Linked DNA regions of Mus musculus: regions 1 and 2 are each linked to region 3. A link is a contact called in public Micro-C and promoter capture Hi-C data. All regions are on one chromosome and are shown on one strand. Each heading gives the region's core, a stretch centred on a gene start, on an enhancer-like site or on the middle of the called end of the contact. The rest is flanking DNA. Distances are from core to core; before and after follow the strand shown.

Region 1 (3,570 bases), core at 743-3,242, 290 kb before region 3:
TCTTGTTGACTCTGGCTAATAAGAAAGGTCTGTTTATTCCCCAAGACAAGACTGCTATACATCTATTTTGTATATTGAGATTATTTTACATCTCCTGGTAATGTCCTACTTTTTATAGAATCCTCTCCTACCCACACACACCAACCGCAAACCACAGAACCCAAATGTCCACTGTCTGACTAATAAAAAGGTAACACTTTTATTTGGAGACAGAAACCTAAATGCTGTGAAATAATTTAACCAGTTCCTCAGGCCTTTTTAACATCTATTTTTCTACTTTTTAGATTCATCATTTAAAGGAGATAGAGCTTGGGGAATTCTGAGCTGTTTGTTGAAAGCTTAACACCCCCCCCCCCCCGCCCCAAACCCCAAACCACCTGCCTTTGCCATGAATACGCCTCTTTTTCGAATACAAAAATAGAAAGGACATTCTGGTCTAAATAATGCATACTGTTCTATTCTGTGAGGCAGGTCAGAACTTGAGCAGCTACTTCATCCCAAATGCCTGCTGGGCTCTGCTTGACGCAGAGGTCTCTTCAGGAGCTGCGCATTGCCCGGGACACCAGGGCAGCCTCCCGTGCGCCTCCGATCCCGATTGTGATTACCAAGCTTTCCCACAATGCTTGCCCTTTTGCTTCTTGTTGTAAAAGAGGCGCTTACGTTTGCACTTTCTCCCTCTTTATTTCAGTTGACCAGCTCCTTCACCCTGGAGCTAGAATGTCCAGCAGGAACTTTGCCACCAAGATCAAATCCAGGCGCCAAGATTCGCCAGCTCAGATAGCCTCTTGGCGCCCTTGCTTTCCTAGTGAGAAATGGAAGTGAGGATGCTTACCTCCCAGGAAGTAAGGATGTCAGGAATCCGGATACCAGGAATTATCCCTAGGAAGTGCTCTGTTTACCAACTCAGGGCAGGTTTCTTCCTTCCTTCCTTCCTTCCTTCCTTCCTTCCTTCCTTCCTTCCTTCCTTCCTTCCTTCCTTCCTTCCTTCCTTCCTTCCTTCCTTCCTTCCTTCCCTCCCTCCCTCCCTCCCTCCCTCCCTCCCTCCCTCCCTCCCTCCCTCTCTCTCTTTCTTCCTTTTTTTTTTTTTTTTTTTTCGAGGCAGGGTTTCTCTGTGTAGCCCTGGCTGTCCTGGAACTCACACTGTAGACCAGGCTGGCCTCAAACTCAGAAATCCGTCTGCCTCTGCCTCCCGAGTGCTGGGATTAAAGGAGCGCCACCACGCCCAGGACCTTTATTTCTGAATACGCCAGAGCTAAGGAGTAGATGCACGAGCCCTATACCATTGTCAACGTAACCCTACTGTCCAACAAACAGCATCAACACCTCCCGGAACACATTAGAAGTGCCACATATCAGGCTGGGCCCCAACCCTGCTACTGTAGACACTCTGTGGATGGGACACAAGCCCCGCCCCCTGTTGGTCGTGCCCCTTTCTCCACTTAGTTCCCTTTGGGGTCAGTTCCCCAACTGTATTCATATGAAAGCACAGCGTGGATCTCCGTGCAGGTGCCGGTTATAACCAGGAAAAAAAGGTGTGCGTGCCCACACATGTTTTACTGGTGTTGTCGTGATAATCCTTATTTCAGAAGCCTCTGGGTCTGGCCATGTCATTTATTCGCTCTCCCAGTTGAGCTGGCGATTTGGGAGATGGGCTTTAGGAGTTGGTAGGGACTCCTTCCTACGATTTGCTCATACCTGAGAATTGAAAATGTCCTGACTCGCAGCCTTAGAAATAACAAGCCTAGAGTCCTTCCCTGGAGGGACCTTGCCCTGGGGGTAGGGCTTTTCTGCCTTTAGGGGTGAGTTGGAAAGGCTGAGCTGGTAGTATGTCCACAGGCCTGTGAGTCAGAGGATTTTCTTGTTTATAGCAATCTTACCACCCTCTTTATTTTTGTTTGGTTAGTTATTTGCTAAGGGGCGGGACTTCCAGTAGCCCAGGCTGACCTTGGATCCTGACCTCTGCCAAGCAGCTTGCCTTCAGCTCCTAGGGCTGGGGATTGGTTAGACATCGCCCTCTTGTGGATAGCTAGTTTCACTGGCTCCAGATGGCACAGCGGCCTGCTACCGGCTTAGCACAAAAGTCCTTGGGTTGCTGACAAAATGGCTACAGGTTGCTTCTCTGGTTTTCTCCTTTCCTTGGCCCTCTCTTGCCAAGTGATTCTTCATGAACCCCGTGCTAATTTGGGGGCGACACAAGCATTTTACAAGCATTCCTCACTTGTAGCGAAGTGAACCAGGGGTGTATAGCATTTAATACAACAGTAGTATTCTGCTAATACTACTGCTAATACAAGGCAAGTCTCACCATTACGTTGTTCAAGATTATTCAGGTTAATTTTAGAAAAACATACAAATGACACCTGTCATTCACCAAGTAAATAATTTGCTCTTTATATGTCATTTTGTGGACCATTTCCCTGGGCGTTTCTACTTTGGTACTTTTTCCTATTTTTGCTTGAATTCTGCGTACATAGCTTAAGATCAAGATCCGGACAGAGCCAGGGCATGATGGTGCACATCTTGAATTCTGGCACTTGAGAGTAAGAGGCCAAGGCAGGTGAACCCCTATGAGTTCAAGGCCAGCCTGGTCTACAGAGTGAGTTCCAGTCCAGCCAGGGCTACATTGTGAGACCCTGTCTCAAAAGAATAAGAAGGAGGAGGAGGACAATAAGAAGAGGAAAGCGGGGCTGGAGAGATGGCTCAGCGGTTGAGAACACTCACTGGCTGCTCTTCCAGAGGTCCTGAGTACCATTCCTAGCAACCACAGGGTGGCTCACAACCATCTGAAATGGGATCTGATGTGTCTGAAGACAGGAGCAGTGTAGCGTAGTCATATACATACAATAAATAAATACATTTTAAAAAAGAAGAGGCAAGTGAGGGATGGGGGCTTGAGGGAGGGAAACAGTGTCAGCCCCCGCAATGCTGCAGACCTAGTCCTGGACTTGATGCCTCGAGGCATGTCGTCGTCCTTGGTAACGTGAGCCATCCATCCCCTTCATAGCTCAGCTAGGTCATTTAAATGCCGCTAACCCATGCTCCCCCTCCCCCATCCTTCCTTTTGCTTCTTTACCTTTAAGTTACACCTGCTCTTCTAATGCTCTTTCCTTTTGCTTTTAACATCCTTCTTCATTTTCCATGGAAGGAAAAGAAAGAGAAGAAAAAGAAACCCCAGTGCCTATTATTGTCTGAGCTAAGAATATGTTTTCTTGGTTCTTGGCTAGGAGTCTATAGCTCAGTGCTTTAGGGTGATATTTTACTCGACGATCAATAAAGCTTTTCCATTTCAGAATTATTAACCCTGGGTCTGCCATCGAAGTTAAAATATTTTTTCTATTCATTCCACATCCGATTCACATCTTTGTTCATCCGTTCGAGAGAGGGACAGCATTAATCACTTCAACGATATCCACAAAGGATATTTCTGTTCTTGGCTCTGGGGGGTTCGAGCCGTATTTGTAGACAGAAGGGGCTTAAGTGGGGACTGAAGGGAAATGCAAACACGATTCGCTTTAGATTTTCTGGTGAGCGTTGAGACAGGGCAGCAAGGATAGGGAGGTGGATAGCTCC
Region 2 (3,908 bases), core at 654-3,153, 340 kb after region 3:
TTGCAAAATTTACCTCCTAGAAAGTAACCAAAGTACACTTTATACTTTAAGTCAAAACAAATATAGCTTATGGAAGTAGCATAATTATATGAGAATCTGTTAATTTCTACAAGTTGGAGAATAAAACCAATGAGCACTTGTTTTTTTATTTTACTTTTTTATTTTTATGCCTAAGGATATTTGTTTTATTTTTATACTTAATATCTGTTCTATTTTCTTACAGAACAGAATTAAAATTTTTTGAAATGGTAACTTTGAACTTGAACACACTGTCAGGAATTTTTCATAGACATACAGCTGATAGCTATTATCAGTAATCAATAGAAAGCATGCAATGTATATATCACATTCACTGACATATGTTTGCCCTCAAAGCCTTGGTTTTTCAAAGTATTAGAAAATAAAGACCTATATAATTTTATCTCATGAAAAACAAATAAAAACAGATTGGGAAATAAACTGTTTTGTTGAGTGTTTTCTAAAATGTCCATTTCCTCATAAGCATATTATGTCATTTAGTGACTGTATTATATATATATATATATATATATATATATATATATATATATATATATATATATATATTTTATTTTTGCAATGTTTAAACATACAAAAAAGGATATTCCTGGAGGTCTTATTTCAACTGAGAAAACATACTGCAGGAGTGTCACGCTGGATTGCAAATTTTGCAATGTGTTTGTAAAGTATTAAAATTAAACTGTTTTCCTGACGTGCTCCCCATCCTGCAAAAGCCAGGTAAGAGTGTGGTCTTTCTGCTGAGACAGGTTCACAGGGTATTTTCTTTGGGATTCTTACAAGTATTTATCAAGAAACGAAAACATTATCAGTCACTTCATTAAAAATTAGGACTAGACGTTTGAATAGCTCTTTGAAATTCTCATGGTGACATCAGCCACACAGTTTAAACACAGATGTTGCAGATGTTAAGAGTATTCATCCTCACGTATTATTTATCCTGAGGAAGCACAGACCCATATTTTATTTTCAACAGTGCTTTCTTCACTTCTTTGTTCCTCAGGGTGTACACAACAGGGTTGAGTAGGGGTGTCAACACAGTGTAGAAAACGGCCACAATTCCATCTACAGCATCCCTGGAGCCTGGCCTCAGGTAGATGAAGAGACCAGGGCCAAAGAAACAGAGGACCACGATGCAGTGTGAGGCACATGTCTGGAAAGCTCTGTGCCGGCCCTCTGAAGTGCGAATCCTCAGGATGGAGCAGACAATGGACACATAGGACAGCGAAATCAGAAAAAAACACCCCGAAGCCACTACCCCGATATTCACAAAGATGACCATCTCATTGGCTGAGGTGTCTGCACAGGCCAGCTTGAGGATGGGAGGTGCATCACAGAAATAATGCTGGATCTGGTTGGGACCACAGTAGGGCAAATGGAAGGTCAATGTAGTCTGGACAGCAGAGTGCAGGGAACCAGTGAACCATGTTCCTGCTGCCAGGAGGGCACACATTCTGCCACCCATCATGCTGCTGTACCTGAGTGGGTAACTGATGGCCAAGTAGCGATCATAGGACATGACTGTGTACAGGAAACACTCGGTGCTACCCAGGAAGTGGAAGCAATAGAGCTGTGCCACACAGCTGTGGAAGGAGATAGCCCCGCCCCCTGTGGACACCAAAGTCATCAGCATTTTAGGCACTGTGACTGTGGAGAACCACATGTCAATAAAGGAGAGGTTGGTGAGGAAGTAGTACATTGGTGTGTGGAGGTGGGAATCCACCCTGATCACCGTCAGGATGAGAAGGTTTCCCAACACAGTAAGAATATAAATCACAAGGAAGATCCCAAAGAGCATGGAGTCCAGGACTGGTGGGTGGGGAAGACCTGAGAGGAAGAATGTGGTCACTATGCTTGTGTTTGACATTTCTTCATATGGATTATGGCCTTCATATGGATTATTTTCACTGATGGAGAACACCGAATAGAATTATTTTATATATATTGTATAGACACCACAGTCCAAAGGAATTGTTGATTTCTTATTCCATTCATACCCCTGTTAGCCATAAGAAAAGAATGCTAAATTTATATGAAATGGTTGACTTTTAACAAGAGGAGTAAATTAAGTACTCTTTCTTTTTATAATTAGAGAAAATATGTTCAAATAATAGTTAGTGCTAATAACTTTCTCCCAGCACCAATGTCCATTCAAATAGCCTTCTCTCTCTTTTTTTTATCATATGCCTGCAAAGATACACACACACACACACACACACACACACACACACACACACACACACACACACACATATTCATTTTTTTCCTTTGATCATTAAATAAACATAGATGATGAAATTTTACAGCATTCTTCCTCCTGGATAGAAGCTGCTCTCTGGTCAGCAGCGGATACAAGGAAGGCATGCGTCTGCAACATGATTATGCTGTTAAGTGCCTGCCTTTTTTCCTGTGTCCTGCCTTTCTGGTCATATGAAATGCTGAAGACTACCACAGGGATGGAGGGAGCACATCTACTCTATTTCTTTTTATCACTCCAGGACTTTGAGTTAGTGTTCACTCTATGGGATCAAATTATCTCTGCATTTTGAGATGCTCATGAAATATTGTGTTTCAGATGTAAAGAGACCTAAACTTCGACTCATCTTTAAGTATCAGATCTGAATGAAATGTAACAATACAAGATACTTTGAAATCTAAACATTCAAATTGTCTATATATAGTCTGAAAATTATTTTTACTCGTTGGTGAGATATCTGAGACAAGAATTAATTTTTTTTAAAGAGCAGACTGGGTGTCTAATAAATAATATACTTACATGTAAATAGCAGTGAAAAGTTACAGAAGCTAAATGGAAATCTAGCCAGAATTCTAGATCAAATCCAATCAAAAGAAATATCACTTGCCCAGTGCTTAGGATACCTCTGCACTTTTTATCCTTGCCTCTCTACCAGAAGCAGTCTTTTCCTGTGTGGAAGTCAAGTGGATTTGGGTTGAATGCTTAGAGGTGAAATGCTATGGTGTACAGACAAAGTACTTAATTGACTGATGCAGTATATAATAGACTTTTATTAAAAACACACAGTGTTAGTTAAGCCAAAACTAAAGCAATAGGAACTGATTTCAAAAACAAAACCGTGAAGAATCTAAGAGTTCCACCTGAATATATTGAAGAATTTCCAGTGTGACCAGCCAGGAAGGAAGTATTGAGTTTAGACACCATGGGCTACTTACCAGTTACGGAGGTCTGCTTAGGATCACTGGGTAGACATTAAACTTTAAAGAACCTTTATGCCCTTGATGAGCAGTAGCCATTCTTCCCCCTCATGGTTAAAAACACAGTAGAAAAAAAACATAAAAGCAAGAACTTTTGGAACCAGAGCTTAGAACTGGGGTTGATAACTCAAGAGATAAGAATTTGGCTTTAGATTCCTCATTGGTAAGAATATTTCAACATTATTATAAACATTGAAAATTCTACCCAAATCCATGTGTGCAAGCCAGTTCTGCTTTGATGGACTATCATTTGTTTAACCTTTTTATTTTGCGAAAATGTAATGATTAACCATCAAAGTCTAGCTCCCAGACTTTTGCAGGGAATGATCAACACCCCTCCTGGATTTCTTCTCTGATTTCAAAAGTGGGTTTTCATGGCCTTGGGGGAAATTCTCTGTAGAGACTCCTAGTCTCTCTGATGACTCTAACCTTTCTGTGCTCCAGGGACATTTGGTTGTAATCCCTCCTAGAGATTCATTTTATTAATTCAGTCCCTCCTCTCCAGGGCATTGCAGGCTTGTGAGCTTCTGTCCCGGAATGGATCCACCTCACATTTTCTGGCTCAGAGATTTCTCTGAGTCTTCTGCCTTTGTTCCTTCTTTAAATTTTAAAGATGTTTGCATTTTTCTGTGAAGGTG
Region 3 (3,940 bases), core at 1,423-3,922:
CTGTCTACCTGTAGCTTATATTCCAATGACAGGTCATGTCTGGCTCTGCCTCATGATAAATGTACTAAGCACAAGGATCCTTTCTTATTCACCTATGTGAACATGGATGTTTAACATTGTGCCATGTGACACAGTCATATCACCTTGACCAGACCCCCTTCTCTTGCTTGGGTTTCTCACAGGCCAAGGGTTACAGGACTCTTGCTGAATTCAGGTCAGAGGGCTTATCTGTTGACTGATCAATATTGATCCTCTCTACAGTGCCCCATCACCAAATATAACAGCAATTCTTTTTAATACTGCTTGTAGGATCAAGTTAAGGGCAAGCCATGGAGTTAGAAAGGTTAAGTCACTACATAAAATGCATAGGAACTGGTTTTATTTGCTTAGCAGCGTGTCCAAATCTACAGGACAATGGCTGATCTTTTAATAGGTTTAGCAGTGTAGCAAGGCTATTAATGACTCTGCCAAGGTGCAGAACTATGGTTACAGGGATTTCTTCTAGTATAGAAGAGGATTGGAGTGGAGGCCAAGCATGGGGGGGTTGGTGACCCATTATTCTGGGCGGGTTTTTTTCCCACTGAAATCATAGCTAAGGCTATTGGACAAGTCCAGGCAAGACACCTTGAGAACCTGAGGGAGGACCCTACGACAGGAAGGGAAGGGTGGAATAATGAGCCTTATGGAAACAGAATGAGTAGGATGGAGTAGGCTGAAATGGCAGATACCACTTCTGAGCAATGACGGTGCCTTTGGAGAAGGGCAAGGAATAGGCAGAGGTCTCTGTGAGCAGGGCTGGTGGCAGAGGGGACTCACTCAGTGACAGATGCAAGAGTGGGCACAGAGGTGAAGAACACATTGGAGAACTAAATTCCAGTTTGGGCAGCCTGAGAAGATCCAGTGGAGCAGAGAGAGATGGCTCAATGGGCAGAGGTGCTTGCTCCCAAGCTTCCACCATGTGGGTCCCAGGGATCGACCAGAGTTCGATCCCTGGGACCCACATGGTGGAAGGAGAGAACTACCTCCCTAAAGCTGTCCTCTAATCCCCACGTGTGCGGCGTGGTATGTGCATCTGTGCATGTACACATAGTGGAGGTCATGTGCAGAGCTCCCGGCCCCACTCCATACAGATTCACACTCTACCTCTTCCCCCTCCCCAATGATACTGGATGGGCTGCTGGATGCTCTCTCTGTATTGAGTTTATCCAGGCGGTAGGGCATGGTACTCTTTACAAATGTCTCCATGGAGCATCTGAGGTTACAGCTAGATCTTCATGTAAATGTCACTGTCCCGAGGCAAGGCCAGAATGTGGTATGGCACAAAGGCTTCCTGAGTTAGTCTGGCTCCTGAGCAGGTGGGCAGGATCCTGCCCCTCCTGTCACCTTGGTCTGGGGCCATGTAATCTCCCAGGATGTCCCTTCCCATTTCCACTGTCTCTTTCTGAGGATTCTTCCCTCCCTGCCCAGCTCTTTGATTTCTCTGTTCTCTGAAAACAGAACAAACTGAGTTCATTCTTTCCTCTCCACCCTTTTCTCTTCACCTCTTCTATTCTATTGAAAACACAAGCTAAGTTTCGGTCTTTACTGTATTAACAGATTGAATGCCTCGGTATAACTGGATTTAGTGCCATGGGAAGTACAAGGAACTTTTTAGAGGTGAATTTTGGGTAGGAGGTATGAGAACAACCCCCCCCCCCCCCCGTAGACCAGCAACATAACTTACCAGGCTGCTATGAGTGACTTACATCTGTAGCAAACTCTGAGGCTAGCCCTGGGTCACTTTCTCCTCTCTATCTGGCATTTAGCTTCATCTTTTAAATGAAATGGAAGGATAGTGGCCGTTATTAACTCAACTGAATGTCCTGGCACATGGTACCTGTGCCAGCGAGATGGCCAAGCCAGTGTGGCCTGAGTTCATTCTGCAGGACTCACACTGTGGAAGGAGGAAACAGACTCTGGCAAGTTGCCCTCTGACATCCACAGGCATGCCCATGGTACATGCATGCCTGCACACATACATGCAAGATAAAATAACGTCGTAATTTGTAAAAGACATGCCTATGAAATAATATATATGTGAATGCTTTGAAAAGCGGAGTTGTTGTCACTATGGGCAAGTGTTGAAACAAAGCATGTATAAAATGAACTGGTGGCATTGAGAGATTCTTTCAGGGTCTAAATCATCTTCCCTAATAGCTTTCTACATGTAGTTAAAGCTCAAACAGGATTGGATGGGTGAATATTTAAATACTTGACTGCTTGTTTCTAGTCCCAGTTCCCTTTTCACACCGGCACTACTGCCCCCTGCTGGTCAGTAGCAGCATTACAGTGCAGCAAGTCCCTAGCTGGGTTGTCTCCTCAGCCTGTTGCCTGGGCTCCCTGAGCTGGCTCCTTTGCATGGGTCTGTGGCCGACCGTCACTCACAGCCTTCCTTCCTTCCTTCCTCTTCCCTCTCCATCTCATTCCCCGTCTCCATCTGCCCCTGCAGCACTGCCAGTAACTCCAACCGCAGCACGCCAGCCTGCTCTCCCATCCTCCGGAAGCGGTCCCGCTCACCAACACCACAGAACCAGGACGGAGACACCATGGTGGAGAAGGGCTCAGATCACTCCTCGGACAAGTCCCCGTCCACCCCGGAGCAGGGTGTGCAACGCAGTTGCTCCTCACAGTCTGGTCGGAGCGGTGGTAAAAATTCCAAGGTGAGCAGACGATGCTGGGGACTTGGCAGCCTTTGTTAGCTGGTCGCAGGAAGCTACTGGGTACTCATGTGACCGAACAGCCCCGTGTCTATGTGATGAAGTCAGGACAGGTCAGCGTCAGCAGGGGAGACTCTTGATGAATTGATTCCTGGTTAATCATTCAGGGAGGGTCCCGAGTCATGCGCCCCTTCTCCACCCCGCTCCCCATCTCTCGGTAAGCATCTAAGGAACTTCAAGACCCTTGAGATATGGAGGAAGCTCTGGTGAGCAGGAGGTGTCGCCTTTATAATCCTTCGTTAAATTTGGCCCTTTGAACTGGCAAAGGAACGTTATTTGGGACAAGTGTATTGCCAGGAAGAGCGAGTTCAGGGAAGCTTCCGGAGGGCTATTTTTAACCTCCTCCTTGGCCATCACCCCGCCTTACCTTTGTCCCAGCCCATGCCCTACTCATCTTGCAGAGAGGATAGTCACAGGACTTTTCCTTCCCTCTCAAGCTTGTCTTGGGCTCCTGATCCAAGGATTAGCATAGAGGCCTCCCTCACATGGTTAAGGTTCCCCAGAGTTCTCCTTCGATCCCCAGGCCTCTGGCAATCAAGAGGTGCCTCTACTCAGGTGCTCCTAAACCAACGGGAGTCGCAGGGCTTGAGAAAGGGGACCCCTCGGGAGGCTTGGGAGAAACCCCACTTGAACTTGTCTTTTGATTTCTTGTTCTTCCTCTTCTCCCCACTGTTTTCCAAACACCTTTGCATGCATGGTCTTAGTCTCACAAGCGCCTCTCAAAAGTAAGCCATCTTTTGTCTCTGTCTTTTAATCTCCCCTCTAGTATTGAATTGTCTGTAGTGCTCAGCATCCCTCCTTCTACCCCTGCCAATTCTGCCCATATGTCCTGCTTGGTCCCTTTCCCAGAAGGGCTGAACCCACTGTTCCCCACCCCCACCCCTTGGCAGGCTGGCTTGGAAGTCACTGAGGGACCACGCCCACTGCACCTGACAACAGAGAAAAGACTCCACCTCCCACCCCACTCCACCTGCACCCCATCCCCTTCCCGAGTCTGCCTGCTTCTCAAACACTACCACTAGTGGGAATGTGTCTCCCTCCTTGCGTGGCACTTTGTAAAACGCAGAGTCCTGCAGGAGGTAGTTCCGTCCCTGTGGGCGTGGAGCCTCCACTCAGTCACTCTGTTGTTTCATGTGACCCTTGGATGGGTAACGGTGGCCTCCCTGGCAGAAGTGAGGAAAGAC

What was found. Promoter capture Hi-C pulls out the DNA fragments that hold promoters and counts their contacts. A called contact is a pair of places that touch in the nucleus more often than the background predicts.
Region 1: a Micro-C map of embryonic stem cells shows a contact between it and region 3, with 2.3 times the contacts expected there. The contact joins the enhancer-like site here to the promoter of 1700110K17Rik in region 3. A contact is called at or near these places in 8 of 484 Hi-C or Micro-C datasets (B cells, the HPC-7 cell line, LSK cells and 4 more), 5 of 115 datasets of contacts at active chromatin or transcription factors (astrocytes, bone marrow-derived macrophages, embryonic stem cells and 1 more) and 1 of 9 other capture datasets (adipose tissue).
Region 2: a promoter capture Hi-C map of liver shows a contact between it and region 3, with 3 times the contacts expected there. The contact joins the promoter of Olfr978 here to the promoter of 1700110K17Rik in region 3. A contact is called at or near these places in 2 of 39 promoter capture datasets (the C10 cell line and liver).

What each region holds. Positions count from the first base shown.
Region 1 is chr9:40,626,738-40,630,307 of GRCm38.p6, reverse strand. No RefSeq gene overlaps it. Among named protein-coding and RNA genes, the nearest start is that of Gm39319, 38 kb to the left of the region's middle. Within about 2 kb of position 1,992, at least 23 of the 459 cell types and tissues checked have an H3K27ac peak or open chromatin away from gene starts, as enhancers often do. A contact at or near this core is called in bone marrow-derived macrophages, cerebral cortex and embryonic stem cells, where this site is marked.
Region 2 is chr9:39,991,807-39,995,714 of GRCm38.p6, reverse strand. It overlaps Olfr978 (olfactory receptor 978), which reads right to left and starts at 1,903. Exons shown (of 1, transcript NM_147105.2): 1 at 968-1,903. The coding sequence starts at 1,903. The coding sequence ends at 968.
Region 3 is chr9:40,332,204-40,336,143 of GRCm38.p6, reverse strand. 1700110K17Rik (RIKEN cDNA 1700110K17 gene) reads right to left here and starts at 2,672. Exons shown (of 3, transcript NR_040728.1): 1 at 2,557-2,672. It overlaps Gramd1b (GRAM domain containing 1B), which reads left to right. Exons shown (of 20, transcript NM_172768.2): 3 at 2,489-2,699.